Linked DNA regions of Macaca mulatta: regions 1 and 3 are each linked to region 2. A link is a contact called in public Hi-C data. All regions are on one chromosome and are shown on one strand. The core of a region is the stretch at or near the end of the contact, and the rest is flanking DNA. Distances in the headings are between cores, read along the strand shown.

What was found. A called contact is a pair of places that touch in the nucleus more often than the background predicts.
Region 1: a Hi-C map of cortical neurons shows a contact between it and region 2, with 4 times the contacts expected there. The contact joins the enhancer-like site here to the promoter of SRD5A1 in region 2. A contact is called at or near these places in 6 of 14 Hi-C or Micro-C datasets (CD4 T cells, blood, cortical neurons and 3 more).
Region 3: a Hi-C map of liver shows a contact between it and region 2, with 3 times the contacts expected there. The contact joins the promoter of TENT4A here to the promoter of SRD5A1 in region 2. A contact is called at or near these places in 4 of 14 Hi-C or Micro-C datasets (CD4 T cells, cortical neurons, fetal cortex germinal zone and 1 more).

What each region holds. Positions count from the first base shown.
Region 1 is chr6:7,854,003-7,858,607 of T2T-MMU8v2.0, forward strand. It overlaps TENT4A (terminal nucleotidyltransferase 4A), which reads left to right. Exons shown (of 13, transcript NM_001261299.1): 7 at 1,971-2,184; 8 at 3,895-4,021. Among named protein-coding and RNA genes, the nearest start is that of TENT4A, 32 kb to the left of the region's middle. Within about 2 kb of position 1,324, at least 10 of the 40 cell types and tissues checked have an H3K27ac peak or open chromatin away from gene starts, as enhancers often do. A contact at or near this core is called in blood and cortical neurons, where this site is marked.
Region 2 is chr6:7,732,738-7,737,284 of T2T-MMU8v2.0, forward strand. SRD5A1 (steroid 5 alpha-reductase 1) reads left to right here and starts at 1,748. Exons shown (of 5, transcript XM_001083405.5): 1 at 1,748-2,427. The coding sequence starts at 2,123. It overlaps NSUN2 (NOP2/Sun RNA methyltransferase 2), which reads right to left and starts at 1,620. Exons shown (of 19, transcript XR_001445160.3): 1 at 1,454-1,620; 2 at 1,170-1,327; 3 at 449-553.
Region 3 is chr6:7,822,201-7,826,909 of T2T-MMU8v2.0, forward strand. TENT4A (terminal nucleotidyltransferase 4A) reads left to right here and starts at 2,077. Exons shown (of 13, transcript NM_001261299.1): 1 at 2,077-2,145. It overlaps LOC106998645 (a long non-coding RNA gene), which reads right to left and starts at 430. Exons shown (of 2, transcript XR_003730217.2): 1 at 1-430.

The DNA of each region.
Region 1 (4,605 bases), core at 74-2,573, 120 kb after region 2:
CAAGATTGCTTTCTCAATTGATGAAACCTCATTATTTTGTCTGAAATTATATGTGGTCCTTATTTTGTTGAGTAACATGGAAAATCTATCAGTAGAAAACAGATGTGTTTTAAAAAATATTGTTAAATGCTGTGATGTATTGATAAACTGTACTTACACTTTTTAAACATTTAAAATCATCTCTAATTGAAACAGTATTGTGTTTATATTTTCTTGAGTGAAGAATTCTGTTCTTTACAGAATCTTGCCTGTATAATTTAGCTGCACAACTGGATTTGTCCATGTTTACCATTAATGTTGTACTTGTGATTGTGCTGAGTGAGCCGTTTCTGTTCATGATTTGGTAATGTTCTCACTGTCACGAATGCTATGATAGTAGAACCACTGGGTAACCACCTGTGATGATCGCAGCTTCCTTGGTCTGTCTCTGCAGAGATGCTTTAAGAGTAGTGAAAATGGAATTCCATGTCTGTTTTCTTACAGTTCAAGTCACACTGTCCTGTTTTCACTTTCCCCTCTGAGATGTGGCCGTTAGTGTATAGCCTTTCTTCCATAGTTTTTGGACATTATTTTGAACTAAACATGGGCCTCTGTTCTTTACTAATATACTCCTGACTTGCACTATTTTCATGGCCTTGTAGTAACAACAGCTACTTAATACTTTGATCATGCATGTGCCATGTGTGCCTGGGCCCAGGGCCTCCTGCCACCCCCTCAGGGGGTCCTTTCAGTGATCCTGTGACCCCACAGGAGGCCACCATAGCATGAGTCGGATTCCTGGGTTCACTGCCACATCCCTGTGCCTGTCCAGTGCCCAGAGCTTGTCCTGCCTCAGCGGTGTGACTGTGGCAACATTTGAGTTTCTTGACTGAGTGAGGGGAGGAGGCCCACCCTGCCACTGGCCAGGCTCTTGGATATGTGATTTTGGCTAAAAGACAAGGAATAAGGAAGGGAATAAAGGTGAGGCCAGAATTGGAATCCTCCTCTTGTGTGGTGGAAATACGCAGAGAACTCCGGGATTCTTCTGAACCTTAAAAACATTTGTATGCTTTCGAGCTGCAGCTCCTCCTGGCACTCTGTGTTATAAATAGTTTCAAGCACCGTGCTTCTCTGAGGGATTTCTCTCATGTGCCCTTGTCCATCCCTTTCTAGTTGGCACTGTCCGATAGAATTCTCTGTGATGGTGATGGCCACTTCTGCATGGTCCGGCAAGGGGCTTGGTGCCACATGTGGCTACTGAGTATTGCAGTGTGGCTGGTGAGAGCAACAAGCTGGATTTTTAATTAATTTGTTTTAGTTCATTTAAATAGACATGTGGGCAATGCAGGTCTGGACAGCTGAGAATTATGACCGTCAGGAGGTGTGGTGGACAGTGGTTTAGTTCAGAACAAGCCCAATGCCTGCTTTTGAAGACGATATGGCACTGAACTGAGAGTGGTGCTCATCTGTGTGCAAGCAGGATGGAAGCTTGCTATAGATATTATGATGCAATACTGATGGCCTATACTCAGCTGAAATCAGTCATTTCACTTTCTGGTTTTATGTGAGACCGCCATACTGTTCAGTCTAACACTGACCCCTGTTGGTTGTACTTCAGCATAACGAAATTAGGACGGTGAGAATCTGAAATTTCATCTACCATCCACACAACTAAGTTATGCAGAATATAGTCAACTTATTTGCCAGTATTTGGTTAATCAGGTATCTGTGTTTGCAGGAAGTTTGCTGTATGGATTAACAATTCCAAAAATTAAACGACAATAAAATTGAGATTAGTACATTGTATTCCTTTTGAACACTCCTCATTGAAGAGGCTGCTGTTCAGGCTTCCTCGTGGTGCTGGTGAGTGAGCGAGTGCCTCTCACTGGTATTGCCTTGAAGAGGCTGCTGGACGGCAGACTTCGTTGCATCCTATTTTCTTTAGAACATGCCCTGAATCCATACAAATTGTGGATGCATTGCTTTTACAGTTGCATCCAAGAATTGATGCCCGGAGAGCTGATGAAAACCTTGGAATGCTTCTTGTAGAATTTTTTGAACTCTATGGGAGAAATTTTAATTACTTGAAAACCGGTATTAGAATCAAAGAAGGAGGTGCCTATATTGCCAAAGAGGAGATCATGAAAGCCATGACCAGCGGGTACAGACCGTCGATGCTGTGCATTGAGGACCCCCTGCTGCCAGGTAAGGGCTCCCCGACCTCCACTGCTGGGAGCTAGGCCAGCTTTGGGGGGTGGGGGGGGAGGTGTGGGGGCTATGTTGGGGCTCTGAAAGCCTCGGGCAATTCATTTGCTCTTGATGCAGGTTTCTCTCTTTTTTTTTTTTTTTTTTTTTTTTTTTGAGACAGTCTCGTTCTGTCGCCCAGGTTGGAGTGCAGTGGCGTGATCTCGGCTCACTGCAAGCTCCGCCTCCCGGGTTCACGCCATTCTCCTGCCTCAGCCTCCTGAGTAGCTGGGACTACAGGCACCCACCACCACTCCCAGCTAATTTTTTGTATTTTTAGTAGAGATGGGGTTTCACCATGTTAGCCAGGATGGTCTCGATCTCCTGACCTTGTGATCTACCTGCCTCGGCCTCCCAGAGTGCTGGGATTACAGGCGTGAGCCACCATGCCCAGCCACAGGTTTCTCTTATACTAACCAGTTAATGACACTTTGAGAAATCCTTATTTAATGCTTCTAATTAACTTTTGTCTTTCCAACTGTTTACATTCTATAATAAAGCAGAATTAAGGAAAATCTTTTTTTTCTGATTATAGAAGTATTCCGTATTCATCCTAAATCATTTGTTTCCCAGAAGTATGTAATATAGAAAAACAGTAGATGCCATAATCCCTTTATTTGGACATGTATTTCTCCACTTTTTTCGTATATGGATATTAATGTTTATTATTGTTATCTTGTTGAACACATCCCACAACGCAAACCTGTTAGTCACTTGGCTTTTGACTTTATTTCCTAAAGATCATCTCAGGGAAAACACATTGGCTGATGTGTTTTGTTGTTGCTTGTAGATGGCGTGATTTATGCAGGCTCTTGAGTGGTTTTTTTGGTAGCACGGTGTGGCAGTGTATCATCCATCTTTTTGTCTGTTGGATCAGTCACATTGGAGACATTGCCATTGTCTTCAAGTGTCTACTGAAATGTACTCAAAAAAACAAAGACCCACATAATCATTGAGATATATAATATAAACCTAGAAAAGATAAAATTCCGGTACTTAGAATATATGTCCTTTAAAAAAAATCTACACTTAACCTGATTGTGAAGAATGAGTTGTATGTAGATTAAAATTCGAAACAGTGCTTTTCTGATGAAAAGTAAGGTCCTCTTGACTGACTTCCTTGGTGACTTCTGTGACAGATTTCTTTGATTTGCTGTCCCAGTTTTTCACACATGAGAATTCACATTCCATTCTAAAGGATTCACTTCCTGCAGGTTCCGTTAGTGTTGACTGAGTTGGGGTGCACTTTGGGCTAGCTGCCCTTCTGACTGCCTTGTGAGGCCTCCTGATTGTCAGATCGGCTATCACACTGGGTCGGTGCTCCGGTCTGCACAATGGTAGCTTTTGGCTTCCTTGTGTGTCTGCCACCTGGAGAGCGGGCTTTTTGTGAGCTGTTGCTCCGTCTGTGAATGGCAGCTGCCTTCATGAGGTGGGCCGTGAGCACGTGGGCAATGATGATGCAGACCAGGCCCCTCGGCACTCACAGACCGTGCCCTGTGTATGGTGATTGACAGGGCCTTTGCTAGTGCCGACTGCCATGCGTGCCCATTGTGTTCGCCTGTCTGGGCTTTGCTGGTGAGGGCCTGCTTCAGAGTCACTTGTATGACAAGATCTGAAATGTGGACGATGGTGTGCGTGTGGGGAGAGTCTGACATAGCCTTTTTGCTGCAGGGAATGATGTTGGCCGGAGCTCCTATGGCGCCATGCAGGTGAAGCAGGTCTTCGACTATGCCTACATAGTGCTCAGCCATGCCGTGTCACCGCTGGCCAGGTCCTATCCAAACAGAGACGCCGAAAGGTAATGGGTTGCGTGTCTGTGTCTGGGCTCAGCATGCCTGTGGGATGGTAGTTACCCCTTTCCTGTGTCATTTACCTCCATGAAATTTATGAAGGGATGTTCTGTCGTATTTCAGTAGAATTTGGATATGTTGGTGAAGGAAGGCCTTCTAGGAATGTGGGATGGCTGTATGGGATTCATCCATGGTTGAGAGTTGAAAATTTCTTTCTTGGAGATTTGACATTTTCTTCAGGGTCTTTTGTTTTGGAGAGGTGATTTCTAGCTTTCAAAACTTTGGAACATGATGCTTTTTCTCCAGCCTTGAAAGCATAAACATTCACTTTCTAAGTGAATGTATCTGATCACCCAATCCCTACCATCTTCTCTTATGTACACTCGTCCCTTGTTCTACATTTTGGGCCATTTTTACAGTCCCAAAATGTAGTCAGATGTATTTACTTCTGACCCAGATGATGCTGTGGTGGTGGTAGTGGTGGGATTGGAGGGGGTGGGAGATGAGATAGGAATGGGAAGGAAGAGTAACGTGGTCGTTAAGAGTGGAATTTGAAACAGTTTGATAAATCTGTTCCATGGTGGATGATGGA
Region 2 (4,547 bases), core at 498-2,997:
CTGTACTGGGAAGTAGCAGGAGACAACCTGACAGCAGACAGTGGTAACCTGTCTGTAATGGAAAACACTAAGAGACCACCTACCAGGAGACTGTTGTCAAGCTAAGTCCGTCCTTTTTCTGAAGGCAAAGAGGCCACTCTGCAACAGTTTTGATGAGAAAACAAGGGCTGTAGCATGGAGCTGGCAGAAGTGGTGACATAAAGGAAGAGGTTGGATGTACTAGGAAGAGTTGGCTGAACTCAGTGACTCATAAAGCTGCAAATAGCCTGAAAACTTGGATACCAATGTAATGTTGATAGAAGCACCAGGTACTAAAACATTAGGATGTTTGCCAAGTATACCCAGGCTCTTTCATGTTAACAGCAAATGCAGTACCAAGAAATATAATTCAAGTGATAGAGATTAATATCCCAAGCAAATAATCGGCATGAAGCATTGTGGTACCTACCAACTCAGTGGCTGTGGAACTTCAACTTTCTGACCGTCCACCTCCAGGTCCTCCAATTCCTTAAAATATTTGTTCTTTAAGCAATGGAGAATCTCTTTTGCATGGCTATTGAAAAACAAGAAAGTTTCAAACTGATCTAGAAAGCTAAGTTAATACATTGTATCTTTTTAAATTTAAGACTACAAGTGTTTTAAAACTAAAACCAACTTTTGCATGCAAAGTAAACATTCTTCAGTCACTACTTTTACACTGTATCCCTTCAAAATTTAAGCAATCCACACTGTTCATCCCTAAGAGCAACACTGCATTCCTTCTCTCCTAAGTATACCTACAGTTTTAGTTTCACTTGCGACTCATTTAGAAAGATGTAACTACAAAGATGGGGGGTGGGACGGAGGGGGGAAGGACCAAGGAGTTTTATGCATTCTCTATATTCTCTTACGTTCCAAAAGGTAAGACCCTCAGCTTCCCTCCTGGAAGATTCCCCAGGAACCGAATCTTCCTCAGATCCCATTTTCATTTCCTCTTCTAACCCTGCACCTGCAATACCTCCGTGACCATTTCATTGGACCCTGTGCTCCCACCTCAATGCTTCCTGAATCCAAACCGCTGAAACGCCACGGTTCTCTGGCATCGTAACACTTGTCGGAGAAAACACCATCGCCCTTAACCGCCAGCATCCTGGCCCCAACTCCCAAAAAATCAGGCACTGCCCCCCTACCTTTTGTAACCAGTAATTCTTAAAGTGGCCGGGAGGGGCTCCCTGAGAGCGTCCATGAACTGGCCCCATTCGCCCTCGGGCACGATCTTGAGCTCCTGGTAGTAGTGCTCGAACAGCTTGTTCTCCTTGACGATCTCGGGGTAGCCTCCTTCCCAGCCCTGAGAAAGGAAAGCGACGTCTACCCCGAGGCCCGAGGAGCTGCCCCTCGCCGCCGCTTCGGAGGCCTCGGGGTCCGGGAGGCCCACGAGGAGCCCCTGGCCCGCCCGCCGGGTCCCGGCTCCTACCGCTTCGCCGCGCTTTCCACCGCCCTCGGCGCCATCCTCCGCATCCTCTGGCCGCTGCTGTTGCTGGAGCCGCCGGCCCCGCGACCGCCGCCCCATAGCCCACGCGGCCGCACACGCAGCACGCACAAACCGGCCGGCCACGGCCAGACTTTACAGCTCCCGGGACTTTCGACCGGAAACCAAGGCCCCACGTGTCCGGGCCTGGTCCTTTCGGGGACCTTTGGGGACCGTCCAAGAATAAGCCTAAAGCGCACAACCCGTCTTCCCTAAAAGCAGCGAGAGAGGGAAAACCGCGGACAGCTCTGAGGCGGAAAAAGCCTCCAGGAAGCAGCCATGAAGGCGTCTCCAAGCGAAGCGCCCGGGTTTCCCACGCGGTCTCAGGGACCTCCGCGGACAGCCTGAGGCCGCCCGTCCGCAGAGCGGCGCCGGGTTACGGCGGCCCGGCGTGGGCGGGGCGCTTCCAGGTCCCTCCCCGCGCAGGTGCTCGCCCCGCCCCCGGGGCCGCGCCCACAGCCCCGGCTGCCCTGGAGAAGCCTGGATTGAGAACCCTGTCTGCAGTGTCCCGGCAGTGCCGAACTCGGGTAGCCGCCCGTCCCGCCCCCGCGCTGCCGCCTTATATGTTGCCTGCCGCGGCCTCTGGGGCATGGAGCACGCTACCCAGCCCCGGCGATGGCGACGGCGGTGGCGGAGGAGCTCCTGCTGGCCGAGGAGCGCATGCTGGCCGCGCTCGCCTACCTGCAGTGCGCCGTGGGCTGCGCGGTCTTAGCGCGGAATCGTGAGACGAACTTGGCGTACGGCCGCCACGCGTCGCCCAGCTTTAGGGTCCGAGTGCCGGCGCGGGCCGCCTGGGTGGTGCAGGAGCTGCCCTCGCTGGCTCTGCCGCTCTACCAGTATGCCAGCGAGTCCGCCCCGCGCCTCCGCAGCGCGCCCAACTGCATCCTCCTGGCCATGTTCCTCGTCCACTACGGGCATCGGTAACGTCCCCGGCCCCCGACCCTCGGCCCGGCGTCCTCTCCGACCTTCCCCTCACTGCCCGGTGCCCTCTCCCCGAAGCCTCCCCCACCCAGATGCCCTCTCCCTGCCAAACCCCCAGGGCGTCCCCCATCTGCACGGGTCCCCTTCCCCTGCCGCCCCTGGGGTCCCCTCCCCGAGTCCCCCGGCCCCGGGAGTTTGGAAACCAGAAGGGATTCGTCTAGAAAGGGCGGGAAGCGAAGGACTAGAAGGGAGTGATGGAAAAAATCATGATGAAACTGATCTGGAAAGAGCCACTCGGTGGTCCTAGGTTTGGTTTCCTTAGCCGGGTGCGGTGGCGCCTGTCTGTAATCCCAGTTACTCGGGAGGCTGAGATGGGAGAAGAGCTTGAACCCCCGGGAGGCGGAGGTTACAGTGAGCCGAGATCTCGCCACTGCCCTCCAGCCTGAGTGACAGAGCAAGACTCTGTCTCAAAATTAAATAAATAAAAATAAAGAATTAAAAAGTAAAAATATAAAATTAAAATGAAGACTAGATTTTGTTCCCTTAGATCACGTCTGCGGGGGTGTGGGGGGGTGACCTAGAGTCTAACGCTGATGGTCTTCAGTCTTGAGGGCTACTGGTTTCTACTCCTTTCTGCCGGTTCCCCCTTTGGTATCTTTGGTGATGGTGGAGCTGTTTTCTCTGAGCCAAGTGATCAGCGGCAACTGGAAACCTGGTATGCTAAAATTGCCTAGCAGTTTCTCTATATAGGCTTGATCACTTTCACACTTTCATCTCCACCTTATGCAAGGGACCCCAGGATTGTGGGGGGGCTTTCCAGGCAACAACCTTAAACCTTAAACAAATCAAGTCTTAAAGATGACTTCTAAATCTTTCAAGGTGTTTTTTTTTTTTTTTTTTTTTGAATATTTTAAAACTGGCTGTGTCTGAAATCTTCAAGTTTTCTAATAAGTTGGGGTTCTCTCCAGGTCTTATCTTTTGGCTTTTACACAGCTAAAGCAAACGGCAGGTCAAAAGTTCAAAATCAAATTTTAAATGTTTTCATTCAGGCTCTGGAAAGCTTCACCGTTGAAAAGGATGTCTCTGCACCCAAGGAAGTTGAACTCACTGGCTCTGTGACTGTGGGCCGTTTACCCAACCTTTCTGATTTGGGGTCCTACCTTAAAACACCCACTTCCCACCAAGACAGGAAGAACTCAGTGTGTCTTTATAAGCCTCTGTTCTTTTCCTGGTGTCATGCATTCCAGTGAAGAATTTTTTTTGGGAATAGGATCAACCATTGCTACACATGTGTGAATGCACATCCAGACATGTACTCTGTGTGTCATTCATGTACACTGCTGCCAGCCTCATGTGCCAGCAAAACTGTGGCATTGGAAATGAAGGGAGCACTTTACAAAGTTTTGCCTGACATCCCAAATGGAAGCTTTTTAACTTGAGACATCATGTTTAATTGTACCTACATTCACTCAAGCAAAAAAATGAATGCAACCTCCCAAAGGGCCAGGGTCACCTTGAATGATAGAACTTGAACAGCTCCTTCATACAGAGGAAAGCATGGAGACACAGCATGCTGCTGTCTTCCCTGAGGCTGTTGGATGAGGAGCTGCTAGGACGAAAACGCACTTCCTATACTAATAGTTTAAAAGCTGCTCCAAGAGGATTGGCTGGGTCAGGTATAGTTTTTTTAAACTGCTAGGCTATTTTTTTTGGGGGGGGAGGGGGCAGGGTTGTACATGTTATTGTGTACATAGCCTATGTGGTTTGGGGACATTACGCTTTCCAAATAGAAGAGATAAACATTTTCCATTCTACCCAAGCAACTAATTTATTAAACAGTCATTTGATCTAAGTCATGAGCACTTGGAAGAGAACCAGAGTGGAAACAGCATTTAGCACTGAGCACAAACCATCCCAGCAGCCCCTGGAAGCGTCCTGGAGCCCCTTATTTGCACAGGGCCCTGCAGAGAACACCAGACACAGTGGGAGGAGGCTGTGGGTACAAGGATGACTCAGAGGCAGGAGAAAGGTGAGCCTGAGGAGGTGCTGGCCAGGCAGAGCCAGTGGCACCTTAAAAAACCTGACAGGTATGCACACAGGCCCCGTGCTGAGCTGTGAG
Region 3 (4,709 bases), core at 827-3,326, 90 kb after region 2:
CCGTGCAGCTGGAAAAATCGAAGCCGGGGGCCGGACGCGCCGCCCACGAGCCATTCCTCGGCTAGCACTGCCCATTTTGCCCAGGGAATTAACTTGGACGTTTTCACTTCACTTTTCACACAAAAAATCATTTAAAAAAGAAAACCAAACGCCTGTAAGCAGACCCGCTAGAGAGCAGAACTCCGCCGCCCGTCCTTCCCGGCTCCGGAGCGGCGGAGCCAGTCACCGGGCACTGCACGTGGGCCGCTCACCCAGCGAGGTGCAGGGAGCACGTGGGCCGGCGCGCGGACCCCGGAGAGCGCAGCGTGAACTGCTGCACGGCCCCTCAAATGAGAAGCCTGCGGCGGGATCTGTGACCCAGGCCGGCCCTTGCGTCAGGAGACAGGGCCCGCCGGCTGGGGGAGGCGCCTAGCGGTGTCGTCCGCGGCCCTCGCCTGGCTGCGCGGAAACTTCCACCGCTGGCGGTGACCGCCATGCGCCCCTGCGCACGCGCAGCGCAGCACTGGCGGCAGCCCGGAGACACCAGCCCTAGCGCGCATGTCTGCACGCCCAGGTCTGCACGCCGCGGCGGGCCAAGGGCGGCGTGCGGGCCTTCCAGCGGCTGCCTGTTCCTCCCAACCCCGGCCTAGTCTGAAAGGGCTCAACGCCGCCGCTGCTCCCTCCAGCCCCTCCCAGTCGCGTAGCTTCTGACGCCGACCTCACCCCGCCCGCGGCCGAAGGACCCCAACGCGCAGGCGCGGTAACCACGGCGGCGGTGTCTAGTGAGTATTTGAAATCGGCCGCGCGTGCGCACTGGCGACGCGGCCCGGCGACCGAGGCCGCGCTTCCTCCTGCCGCCCCCGTCCCCGCCCCCTCCCCCGCCCCTCATTGGAGCGGAGGCGGCGGCGGCCCCCTCCTTCCCCCGCGCTGTCGCCGCCGAGAGTGTCTTTTCACCGCCGCCGCCGCCGCAGGAACGCGGAGCCAGCGGCGCGAGCGTGACTGAGGGCTGGGCGCACGGGCGGCGGCGCCTCCCGCGGGTCCCTCAGCCGCGCGGCGCCTGGGCCCGCCCCCTCGGCCCCGCCGCCCGCCCCTCTCCGATGGCCTCTCCCCGCGGCCCGAGTGGAACGCCGCCGCCGCCGCGGCCCCCGCGCCCGCCCCGCGCCGCGTGAAGCGGGAGCCCCGAGACCGCAGCCGCCCGCTGGGACGCGCCAAGCGCCGGAGCCGCCCGCCGCGGCCTGCCCGGGCCCATCACCGCCGCCGCCGCCCCACGCCGGAGCCCGACGGGAGCGCGGCTCGAGCAGGAGGCCGGGGGCTCGGCCCGCCCGCCGCCGCCAGCCCAGGCCCGTCCGTCCGTCCGTCCGTCCGTGCGCGCGCGGCCGGGCCTCGGGGCGCGGCGGGGGCGGGGCCGCGTCGGGGCGGGCGGGCACGCGGGCCCCGCGGGGGCGGCGCGTGGATGGATCCGCGCGTGGCCTGGATCCAGCCCGAGCAGAAGGGGCCGGCCAATGCCCTGTGGATGCAGATCTGGGAGACCTCGCAGGGCGTGGGCCGCGGCGGCTCGGGCTTCGCGTCCTACTTCTGCCTCAACTCGCCGGCGCTGGACACGGCGGCCGCGGCGGGGGCGGCCGGGCGGGGCGGTGGCGGCCTGGGCCCCGCGCTGCCCGCCGCGTCGCCCCCGCCTCCTGGCCCCGCCGCGCCCGCCGCGCTGCCCCCCGCGTTGCTGACGGCGCTGGGGCCCGCGGCCGAGGGCGCGCGGCGCCTGCACAAGTCTCCGTCGCTGTCGTCCTCGTCGTCGTCCTCGTCCAACGCGGAGTCGGGCACCGAGAGCCCCGGCTGCTCGTCGTCGTCCTCCAGCAGCGCCTCGCTGGGCCGGCCGGGCGGCGGCCGCGGCGGTTCCTTCTTCAACTTCGCCGACGGCGCGCCCAGCGCCCCCGGCACAGCCAACGGGCACCCCGGGCCGCGCGGCCCCGCGCCCGCTGGCTCCGCGTCGCAGCACCAGTTCCACCCGGGTCGCCGGAAACGCGAGAACAAGGCCAGCACCTACGGCCTCAACTACCTGCTGTCCGGCAGCCGCGCGGCTGCTCTCAGCGGAGGGGGCGGCCCCGGGGCCCAGGCGCCGCGGCCGGGCACCCCGTGGAAGAGCCGCGCGTACAGCCCCGGCATCCAGGGGTGAGTGCACGGGGCGGCCGCGGGGGGGGGGGCGGGGACCATGGTCCTGGCCGGCGCCCGCGTTGCAGACACCAGTTACAGGCGCCCTGGCTTCTTTTGGAGGATGCATGTTGAAGGCCAAGGCCCGACTCTGCTCTGAAAGTTTTTTTGTTTTTTTTTTTTTTCTTGCTAATATGAAACTCCTTTATAATGGAGTGACTTGCCCAGATCCTGCAAGTAACAATGCAAGAAAGGGGCTGCTGAATAGGACCTGTAGGTATTTGTCTTTTTTACTCTTGAGACTGGAAAGGGAAATCGACTCTCCCCCTGCACCCCGCCTCCGGGCAAGTGAGGAACCCCTTGTTAAAGTGGGGCGTAGATAAGTGTGGAGTTTCATTAAGTTAAGTTGCAGAATAATTTAGCATTACCAGGAACTCAGATCACGTCGAAGGTAAATATTAACCGTTTTTATTTCATTTAAAACAAAAATTTAACTGTCAATTTAGAGGTGATTCATTTGGGGGGGGGTTGTGTGCTTTAATTTCGTGCTGCAGTTAACATAAGTATAGTATATACATATTGGCTTAATTCAAAGAAAAAAACAGATATGTCATATATATCTATTCTTTGGAAGATGCCATTATTATTTTAAATACTTCCACATCCGCCTGGAGGGAATTAGAGGCTCTACTTATTTTTAGTGCACCTACAGACGGCAAGGAATGAAAGCAAAGGTGGTGTGTGTGGGGTTGGAATTGCCCCAGGTGAGGCTGTTCAGGTGTGATGCTGTTGACGCAGCTCTTTGGCCATTTTGGGCTTTTCTGAGCGTCTGGAAATAATTTATGTGTGGGTTGTATGTCAGTATTTTAAGACTTAAACGATAAATTTTCCTTGCACGATTTTTTTCCCCCCAATTTAAAAAAGAAGGATTTGCCGGGGTATGAGGGTTGTTACATGCAGTAGAGTCCTACGAATAACCACAATTGCTAGGCGTTGGGAGTTGTTACAGTGCACTTTTTCTTGTAACTCTGTTTCTCATGTGAAGTATGTTGGGAAACAGAGTTGATACTTCTTTAAAGCGTGTGATACACTGTAATAGCCGCATGTTGTGTAACTTTTTTCACCTGGCTTGGGCTACAAGTGATGCCTTCTAAATTCCCTGAAGGTGTAAACATGCATTGCAGACACTGGCGGGAGGGCAGACTCCTCTCCCTCCAGTTCTTACCTGTAGAACTTTCTGAGAGCAGGTGGTTGGAAGCGGTTTCTTCTTGATGTATAGTAATGTATACCTCAGGGCTCGCTTGGGAGGACCTTTAGGTTTCCAGCCTGTTATGGAACTGGCATGGGCTCCGTGTCTCTTAGCACTAGAAAAAACAGACACGTCGTCTCTGCAAGTCTTGGGTTGTACCTCTGCTCTTAGCAGTAGCGCATCAGGCCCCACGCATCTCACTTGGACTCCCCAAGCTGTTTCCTCCTGGTAACTAGTAAGCCTCAGTAGGTCGTGTTGCTTTTGTTAGTGAATGAGCCCACTAGGGTCAGGTGCTGTGTTGGGATCTGGGGATCTGGTGCAGAGACGATATGGAGACAATCTCATGATCTTGACCCACCCTGAAACCTGCCTACAAGTGCCCCCTGCCTAGAGCACAAGAGTACCCTGCTCAGTTGTGCAGGTCCCCTCTCACGCTCTTCGTCACCCACGCCCAATCAATCATCAGATGCTGTTCGTTTGGCCCTTTTAATCTCTCCACACCTCATCCTCAGGCAGTCTCTTGTTACCTCTGTGGAGATCGCTCAAGCAGCCGGAGGTGCCTTCGATGCACTCTCGTCCTGCTTGAGTCCTTTCCCATCACTGCTAATGGGGTGATCTTCTCTGCCGGCAGGTCTGGTCAGGTTCCCCTTCACCCTCTGATGTCACCTCCTCCATCTCCAATCCCCCACATTAAAGTCTAAAGCCTAAAACTCAGCAACACCTCCAGGGTTCTGCTACTCAGATGACCCTGGGTCCTGGCCCCTGGCCCCACGCCCCACCCCTTGCCAACCTGTTAGAACCCAGCTGTAAGGCAGTATGGTGTAGGGCATAAGAGAGGGCTCTGAAGCCCGTCAGGAGGTCTGGTTTGATGCTACAGTCATGCTCTTGGAACCTTCCTTTTCACCTTTGCTGGAGACCTCTCCTTGCCTGTCTCCAGGTGGTGTGTACCATGCCTCCAGTATGGCCCTGGGTGCATCCACTTCCTGCTGTCTCTGCCCAAAGGGGCCCGTGAGGACTACCTGCTATGAGCCTAGAAGGGCACGTTGACCTCTGCTTGGGCTGCTACTCAAGCTGCTCTTTCAGAAGTAAACCTAAGCGGTGGTAGAGTTGGGCCTATGACTAGAGGAGGTAAGGTCCCCCCAGTGATCATTTCCACATGGCCCGTTGGTCCTACATGAACTAACCTTTTCGTGTCAAGAAATAGTTCCGTCTAGAACTTTCTTCTGGCCATCAGCTTACCCAGAGTGTTGAGAAAGGCCACCAAAAAGTCTTTCAGTTGTGCCTTAGAGAAGGAAATAACTGAGTTTTAAAGGCACACCTGAGCTGACCAATAGTA